Linked DNA regions of Ovis aries: all the other regions are linked to region 1. The links are chromatin contacts, called in public Hi-C maps. All regions are on one chromosome and are shown on one strand. Each heading gives the region's core, a stretch centred on a gene start, on an enhancer-like site or on the middle of the called end of the contact. The rest is flanking DNA. Distances are from core to core; before and after follow the strand shown. Region 1 holds the start of CH25H (cholesterol 25-hydroxylase). Region 2 holds the start of IFIT5 (interferon induced protein with tetratricopeptide repeats 5). Region 3 has its middle 43 kb from the start of FAS.

Evidence for each region. A called contact is a pair of places that touch in the nucleus more often than the background predicts.
Region 2: a contact with region 1 is called in a Hi-C map of tail adipose tissue, with 2.5 times the contacts expected there. The contact joins the promoter of IFIT5 here to the promoter of CH25H in region 1. A contact is called at or near these places in 2 of 16 Hi-C or Micro-C datasets (both in tail adipose tissue).
Region 3: a Hi-C map of retroperitoneal adipose tissue shows a contact between it and region 1, with 4 times the contacts expected there. The contact joins the enhancer-like site here to the promoter of CH25H in region 1. A contact is called at or near these places in 8 of 16 Hi-C or Micro-C datasets (blood, hypothalamus, liver and 4 more).

The regions. Positions count from the first base shown.
Region 1 is chr22:10,770,277-10,772,976 of ARS-UI_Ramb_v3.0, forward strand. It overlaps CH25H (cholesterol 25-hydroxylase), which reads right to left and starts at 1,318. Exons shown (of 1, transcript XM_012102514.4): 1 at 1-1,318. The coding sequence starts at 1,300. The coding sequence ends at 488.
Region 2 is chr22:10,906,337-10,909,036 of ARS-UI_Ramb_v3.0, forward strand. IFIT5 (interferon induced protein with tetratricopeptide repeats 5) reads left to right here and starts at 1,432. Exons shown (of 2, transcript XM_027960580.3): 1 at 1,432-1,608. The coding sequence starts at 1,604. It overlaps LOC132658444 (a long non-coding RNA gene), which reads right to left and starts at 1,356. Exons shown (of 2, transcript XR_009598097.1): 1 at 1,294-1,356.
Region 3 is chr22:10,548,967-10,551,666 of ARS-UI_Ramb_v3.0, forward strand. No RefSeq gene overlaps it. Among named protein-coding and RNA genes, the nearest start is that of FAS, 43 kb to the left of the region's middle. Within about 2 kb of position 1,360, at least 18 of the 54 cell types and tissues checked have an H3K27ac peak or open chromatin away from gene starts, as enhancers often do. A contact at or near this core is called in hypothalamus, where this site is marked.

The DNA.
Region 1 (2,700 bases), core at 68-2,567:
ATTTTTTTAAAGTACAATAATCTGAGTCACTGTCCAGCAGGACCATGCTTCATTTTTACAGAGATCAGATGCTCCATAAAAATATATTCTTTTAGCCTAGTTCTAGGACACCTTCAAACATAGTAAAATTCCTTGTTCTACAAACAAATCTTTTAAGAGATTATTTACATATGCCAGTGGTTTTGGATGCTTTATACCCAGAAATCAAGGCTATTGAAGTGAGTTAGAATTCCACATCAAGAATACAACTGCTGATATACAAACATTACAATAAATTACCTTATTAGAGTTTGAAAAACACATCAGATTTTCTCTGTAAGTTTCTAGCAGATAATAAGTTACCCACGGGAAAAAGAAACAACAAAATAAAACCACCTCAAGTCCACCTCAAGCGTGTCTCTCCCGATTCAAGTGTGAAATGTCCCAGGTCTGAGGTGCACCCACGCCTCACGGCGGCACGAACTATGCCGGGAGGGATGCGTGCACGTTACTTGGTGTGAGCAGACCTCAGAGTTCCCAGTATTTTGTCCCAGTGTGTGAAGTAAGGCGCGAAGTTGCAGTTAAACTGGGAGTGATGCAGGTCGTGGTGTGCCACGCCCCCAAACCACCCGAAAGGTACCAGTCTGTGCGTGGACCAGGGGAAGTCGTAGCCGGAGTGGTCCTCCACCGACAGCCAGATGTTGACCACGTGGAAAGTCAGGGCGGTGAGAGGGTGGCACTGGAGCAGCAAGACGTTCATCATGTCAAAGAAACCCAAGGAAAAGAGCTCCCCGACGCTCATGTACTGCGTGGCCAGCGCGAACGGGGACGAATTCTGGTGGTGCATCTTGTGGAAGGTCCGGTATAGCCAGGGCACCTTGTGATGCAACAGATGCCACACGAAGAACTCGGTGTCAAAGAGCAGCAGGCAGAGCACCACGTGGCTCACCAGCTGGAACAGTTCGGGGGCTTCGGCGGGCAGGAGGGCCGGGCTTACAGCCCAGTGCAGCAGCGTCATGGGGAACACGAACACCACGTGCTGGTAGAGCGTCTGCCCCAGGCAGGGCAGCAGCTGCCGCGCAGACGGCGAGAAGTCCGGGTGGATCTTGCAGCGCCGCAGCGTGGGCACCCAGGGGCACAGCACGTCCAGCACCACGAAGGGCAGGCAGAAGCCCACGTAGGTGGTGATGGAGAAGAAGACAGGAAAGAAGGGCGACTGAATGAGAGCGTCCCAGGCCCTCAGGCGGTCCCAGAGGGGCTGCAGGAGCAGCTGGCCAGAGCTGCAGAGGACGTGGAGCTCGGAGCGGTTGTGGCTGTTCATGGCGAGGCTGTGTAGAGCAGCGCGGCTGCTCCGGTCCTCAGGCTTTTCTTAGGGCTTTCGACCCGCCCTCCGTGATGTCAGCCGCCGTTTTTCCTCCCTTTCCCGTCTTCGCGGAGCTTGCAAAGATAAATAACCCGACAGAATTGCGCTTAGTTGCTAAAAATACTCAAGTACAGCTGCGTTCAATGGCATTCAGATATGCAATTACGCAATGGCACGTAGTAATTTCTATGTCTATGGGACATAAAATTTATACACGATACAATGCACAGAACTTCAGTGCAGAGTTTCTACGAGTTTTGACAACTCAGTTTACGGGTTATCACCATCCCTAAACAAGAGAGAATATTTCCATCATCACCAGAAACAGCTCCTTTGCAGTCAAGGCAGAAGTACTTGTGTTTTTATACATACATTAAATTGTGTCTGTGTGTTTTAATAAAGACACAAATGTGGCTGCATTTTTTAAAAAATCTTTAAAAAGCGACATACCTTTCCTATTTCGGATCTTTTCTTTCTGCTGGCGCGCTCTATTGATCTAACTAGCAGCGATCCGCAAACTAACCTTTCTTAGACGGAACCGCGCAGGTCGATAGCCGCGAGCCGTGGCGATCTGCGCAGAAAATCAGCCGGGAAGGTAGCGGGTCGGGAACCTCCTCCAGTTCCCGTATCTTTCCCGGGCGGGCTCGCGGAAAGCTCCAGACCCTACCGCGCGCAGACTTCCTCGAAGGAGCCCCCACCCCCGCCAAAACCCGGCCGGAGGGTCGTCCCTTCGCGGTGCGCCCGAGTCACCCAAAGCAGAGACGGGAACCGGGAGGCACAGCGGCGAGAGAGGGGACAGCGACTTTTAGCCTTCGCGTTACCGGAAAAAAAAAAAAAAAAAAGTCAAGGGCTGGATTTAACGTCCAGAGCCTGCCGATCCAAATCTGGCTAAAAGCCGCTGCATCTCATTTGGGATGAAAGCAGTGCAATCAGTAAACCACCCACTTTGAGGGGGAAATGGGAATATTTTTGCGTTCCCTGAAGCCTACAGGGAGGCTGTTGATTGAACAGATGATGTCGCGCCCTCCTAGCCCTTCCCTTTGCTGGCTCCGCGACGCCAACTTGCCCCACGTCCTTGACCCCGCCATCCCCCAAACCATCCCTGGTGCTGCGAGCGCAACGGCGAGGCCACCCCCACCTCTGCGTTTCTCCACCATCAGCCGTGGTCAGCTGGCCACGACTGAGCCTGAGAAAGTCGGTATTAGCAGAGCTCAGATGGGTCATGGCTGGGCCGGGAGGCGGTGGGGTGTGTGTGACCCCAGGCCTTGCAAGAAAAGCAACCTCCGCGTTTGACCCGGGGGCCTGACGAAAGAGACGTCTAGAGGGTAGAAGTTTGGGATGGAAACTGAAGCCAGGGG
Region 2 (2,700 bases), core at 182-2,681, 140 kb after region 1:
CTACTTTTTCTCCATAGCACAATCTGACATAAAATATTCTGTTATTTACCTTCACCTCTCACACTAGAAATTAACTCCAAACAAACAAGTGTAACAAAATCACAAATGCACAGCTAACTGCAGTTCTGGACCTACACTGTTAGTTAGCCACGCTTAACTTAATTCTGAAGGAGCAAGAACTGGCTTTAGGTATAAGGCCCCTTTTCTTGCAAAGCCAAAGTCAGCATTATTTAAACTAATAGACACCTAGCAAAAACTGTACATTGTTGTCCATTCATTTGAAAAACAAAGTGCCTAGCACGGCATTTTGCCAAGGCATAAAAGTGATAAACTTGTGCCTTTTAAACTCTGTGACGATGAACACTTTTCTCAAAGTTTGAGAATTATCTCCACCCTGTGCATAATCAGGAATAAAATGCATCAGACAGTGTGAGGGGGGAGGAGGGGGGAGGGCTTGTCCCTTGTCTGATTTATTCCAGGCTATACTGACAGGGCCTTGAACAATGTCTAGCTCTTAGCAGTCGTTTAATAAAACCTATTGAGGGGCCTTCCCTGGTAGTCCAGTGGCTAAGACTCTGCACTGCTAACGCTGACTCTTTGTGACCCCATGGACTATAGCCATAGCCCGCCAGGCTCCTCTGTCCATGGGGATTCTCCAGGCAAGAATACTGCAGTGAGTTGCCATTCCCTTCGCCTGGGGATCCTCCCTACCCAGGAATCGAACCCAGGTCTCCTGTATTGAAGCCGGATTCTTTACCATCTAAGCTACCAGGGGAAGCCAACCCCATCATAAAGATGGGACCTTACTATAGATTATTATAATAGTATTATAGGACCTTACTATAGGAAGCTCAGTTGTCAAGGGCATGGAAGGGAAGGGAATTTTCATAGAATTGTGGGTGGGGTATAAAAACCTCTTTGCAAAGCGAACCTGGAATAGCTACCAAAATTTTGAATATATACACGTTTTGGCCCCCAAATTTCTCTAGGTTTACCCAGTGAAAATCACGGCACAAGTGCACGGCATTGCACTTGTGTTTGTTGAGTCAAGACTTGAGTTTTAGCCTAGGATGCACAAAGCTATAAAGCGCATCGGGTGCCACCCAACAAAAATAACGCTGAAATATCTCTAGTCATCTTAGCTAAGGGAAAAAAAAAAAAAAATCCAACAAATAACAACCACCCCGCAAAAAGCTAAGGCACGTGGACTCAAAAAGGCAGCTGAGCAGCCAAGACCAAGGTCTCAAGGCCCAGCTGCAAATTCCACCCAGAACGTCCCCGCGCTGCGCACACCTCTCACAGCGGTTCCTCAGCCCGGCCGGGGGGCGCCCCCACTCAGCTCTTCCAGAAGTTTCTGTTTCCCGGAGCTGGACTCCGCCTAGTCGGGGATCAGATTCACTTTCTAGTTTCCCTTTCCCGCTCCCGCCCTTTAACAAAGACGGCCGCCCCCGTGCGCGGGCCTCGCGCTGCGGTCACCTCGCCCGCGCGCCCGCGCGCCCACGCCCACGCCCGCGCGCCGCCGCTCAGCCGCAAAGGAGCGGAGGGCGAGGAGAAAGCCCGAAGGGACCTGCACCTCCCGGAACCGCAGCAGAGCCCTGCCGCCATGAGGTAAGGGCCTCTCCCCGCCCCCTCCCCAGCTCCCTGTGGCCTTTGATTTACACGCCTTTCTCTCGTGTTCCGTTTGCAGGGCAGCGCTGCGGCCCTTGAGCCGAGCCCCGGAGCCCGGCCGCCGGGCGTCGGCTTTGGGGGCGCTCCCCGCCTGGGAGCCCGGTCCGGGTCCGGGGCGGCTGAAGGTGGGCCTGCCGGGGAGGGTGGCCGAGTGGACCCTTCCGGCACGTCCCAGGCATCCGCGATCGGACTCTCGGGCCGAGTCGGGGGGCGGCGGGGGGGGGGGGGCAGGGGCGATGCGCCCCGGGGACTTGTCACTTCCCTGCGGCTCCGGTCGCCGCCGCCCCCGGGCCGGTGCGGGAGCTTCTGCGGTGCAGGTCCCCGCAGGCCGCGGCCCCCGCGTCACACGCGTCCGCTTCTGCCATTTTGCCTTTCTGATTCTTGGGTCTGACTTCTCCCCCCTCCTTTGTACCGTGGACACATTGTTCCGGCTCCACCCCATCCCCCGTTTTGTGGGGCTTGCTTTCTCCGTTTCCGAGACTGGCCTGTGGTGGGGGTCCTTGGCTGACCCCTTTTCATCTGGTCCCCTACCCTGCACGGGGATGGTGAACGGTCTGCATTTAGGAAGCTGAGGCCTGAGGAGGTTCAGATGGTGGGCTCTGCAGGCCTTACAGCCTTTTGTTCTAAATCCTGACTCGGACCACCTACTAGTTGGGTAACCCAAAGCAAAGTTTCTTCAACTCGGTGAAGCTGTTTCTTGTCTGTAAAACGTGATGGCATCCATCTCTTAGGACTGTGGAAACGGTTGCTGCTGAATGCCCAGCTCATATATTTGCAGATGTTGACTTTTGTTACGTTTAAAAATGTTTAATAAATGCCTTACTTCTACCCTTTGTAAGAAAGGAGGGATGTGGGAGGTATAGGGAGGAAAAGGCCGGTGGTGCCCTGCGAGTGTCTGGTGGATGGGTAGAAGAGGGGTGAACCCCACTGGGCACTGTCTACCAAGGAAAAGGAAAGACTGCTCCTCCCTGGCAAAAAAACAAACACAATAAAACAACTCCCCACCACACACACACAAAATTGCCTAAAGAT
Region 3 (2,700 bases), core at 110-2,609, 220 kb before region 1:
GCTTGGTCTTTCTCATTGGCATGCACACAGAGCGCTCCTAACTCTGATTTGATCAGAAATTTTTAGCGATCGAATCAGTTTCTGCACAGCTGTCTAGATAAGTTATAGCACCAATACAGTTTAAAATTTTTTCCATACTTACTCCTGAAAGGTATTTTATCTGAGCACAGAATTTTATGTTAGGATACTTGCAATTTTCCCTCATTTCTTTGAAAATGTTAATCTATTGTCTTCTTACATTTATTGCTGCTGAAGGAATGTCTACTGTTGGTCTAAATATCATTCCTTCAAAGATAATATTTATTTTTTAACTCTGATAAGTTTTAAACTTTTCCCTACCTTTTCCTTGGTATTCTGCTATTTCACTATAATGAGCTTCAGTGAAGATTTATTTTTACTTAACCTATGTAATAAGCATAGAATTTTTATCAGAAAGATAGGGCTGTAGTTTTTGTTCTGTCTGGAAAATTCTCAGCTATTTTCTCCTTCACAAGAGTTTCTTTTGAAACTCTTAGTATTATCTGGTGAACTTTTTTGCATATCTAATTTTTACTCTTTTATTTTTAATATATTTGTCTCTAGATGTTGCAGTTGGGGGAAATTCCTCATCATTCTCTTTATTTTTTTCTTACTAATCAGGTTGGAGTATTCTATCTACTTAGGTATGTATTTTATTCTCTACATTTTTCATTCTTAACATTTCTAAGTGCTTCTTTCGCATTTTCTCTTGTACTTATCTCATTTATGCTTGTTCTTCATTGGCAATGTATTAGAGTTTAATAGATTTTATTCCACCATCGATCTCCTTCTAGAGAAGAGGATCTTATAGTTATTTTAAAGTCTTGTTTAGAATTGCTTTGTTAACTTTCACTGAAGCAATTTCATACTGATTTTGAAGTGTGGCTCTTCTGGAAGGATTTTCTTTTCGTATTTTTGAGCTCCGTAATGGATACGCCCCACCCCACCCCGCCCCCCGCCCCCCGCCGCCCTTTTCTCGGCAGTCTCGTTTGTCTAGTAGTTTCGTGGCTTCTTTTATCAGGGCTTCCGGAGTCCTCAGTTCTGAGACTGGATTTATAGATGTGTTATGCAACTCACAGTCCTTGGTGACATTAGAGCGTCACATTTTCAGAGGAGCCTGGTGTGCAGCAGTCCATGGGGTCACAAAGAGTCGGACACAGCTTAGCAATTGAACAACAACAGTTCTCAGTCACGCGTCTAGGGGCAGCTTGGCTCAGTTCCATGTCATGTAGCTATTGTACCTAGGACTTCCTAGCTCTCAAACTCCACAACTGCATAGAAGCCATAGTCCCGGGCCATGTTTGGCAGAAGTTCTGTTTAGCTTTCTTTCACCAGTCAGAAAGCTCTGCCTCATTCCTGGATTTTAAGAAGAGAGGCTGGCTTTTGTCCTCAGCCTCAAGTGGGGCATATTTATTGTTGACTAAACCCATGAACAAACCCTACTTTCTTTCCAGGCATTGATCTCACAAGGCTTTGGCTTGTGTCCAGGTCATTAATTATCTTGCAGCTGTTTTCCATTCTTCTAGCAAGGAAGGGTTTCTTATTCTTTAGCCTGGCTGTGCCTTTTCGTTTTCCTTTTAAAGTGTGTTGTGGATCATTGCTATTTGTTCAGATTGGGAGGGCGTGGCCCTCCAGAAGCTGCTTACAATTCTAGTTTAACCCTAAGGCCCCAATTTTGGCATTAGGTGATCAGAAACAATGTTTTGTTTTACATTTTTAAGCTACAACTAACACTCAAGTTGTTTTCAGTTACATAGAGTCCTTTGATAAGAATAGAAGAACAGGGACTATAGGATTTCCCAAGTGGACCTGAGTTTTATTATTGTGATACATCTAGAGACCTACAGATCTGGGATTAAATGTTTATTTTCTCCATAAGGGCAGAAATGCATATTTTAATGTCTTTGAGACTTAGTTTCCTCATCTGTAAAATGGGAAAATTGTTTCAGTATTTTGGAGTTTTATGATGAATAAATTAAACATGTATGAAGTATATGCCATGGTGCCTGACTCTATACCTTGGCAGATAGTAATAAAAAAAAAAAATCCAACTGAGATGCATAAGCAAAATGTAAATTGACTGGCATATTTTACTAGCAGTTCAGAGATAGGGTGGGTTTAGCGGTTAAAGCGTCTGCCTGGAATGCGGGAGACCCGGGTTCGATCCCTGGGTCGTGAAGATCCCCTGGAGAAGGAAATGGCAACCCACGCCCGTACTCTTGCCTGGAGAATCCCATGGAGGGAGGAGCCTGGTAGGCTACAGTCCATGGGGTTGAAAAGAGTCGGACATGACTGAGCAACTGGTCCCATTAAGCACTAATCTATTCCAGTGCCTCCAGTCATGATTTCCCACGATTCTCTTGGCTTTACCATCTTCATATCGATCTATTTGTCAGACTGAGAGCAACAAGCTCCTTGGACCTATCTGTGTATCACAACATCCAGGAAGGACAACAGTTATGTAAGGGGGCAAGACGTTCTGGTTGGCTAAATCCATGTGGTGCAATCTTGAGCCTGGGGTAGGATCAGGTTTCCCTGAATTGACAAAGATGTAGTTGGGAGGAGGACCCTTGCTAAGAGGGTAAAAGGGGGGTTCTCAGTAGGAGTGCTAGGATGTTTTGGGTACCCACCTCAAACTGAAAACAGAAAAATACAGTATCAGGTTGGCCAAAAAGCTCATTT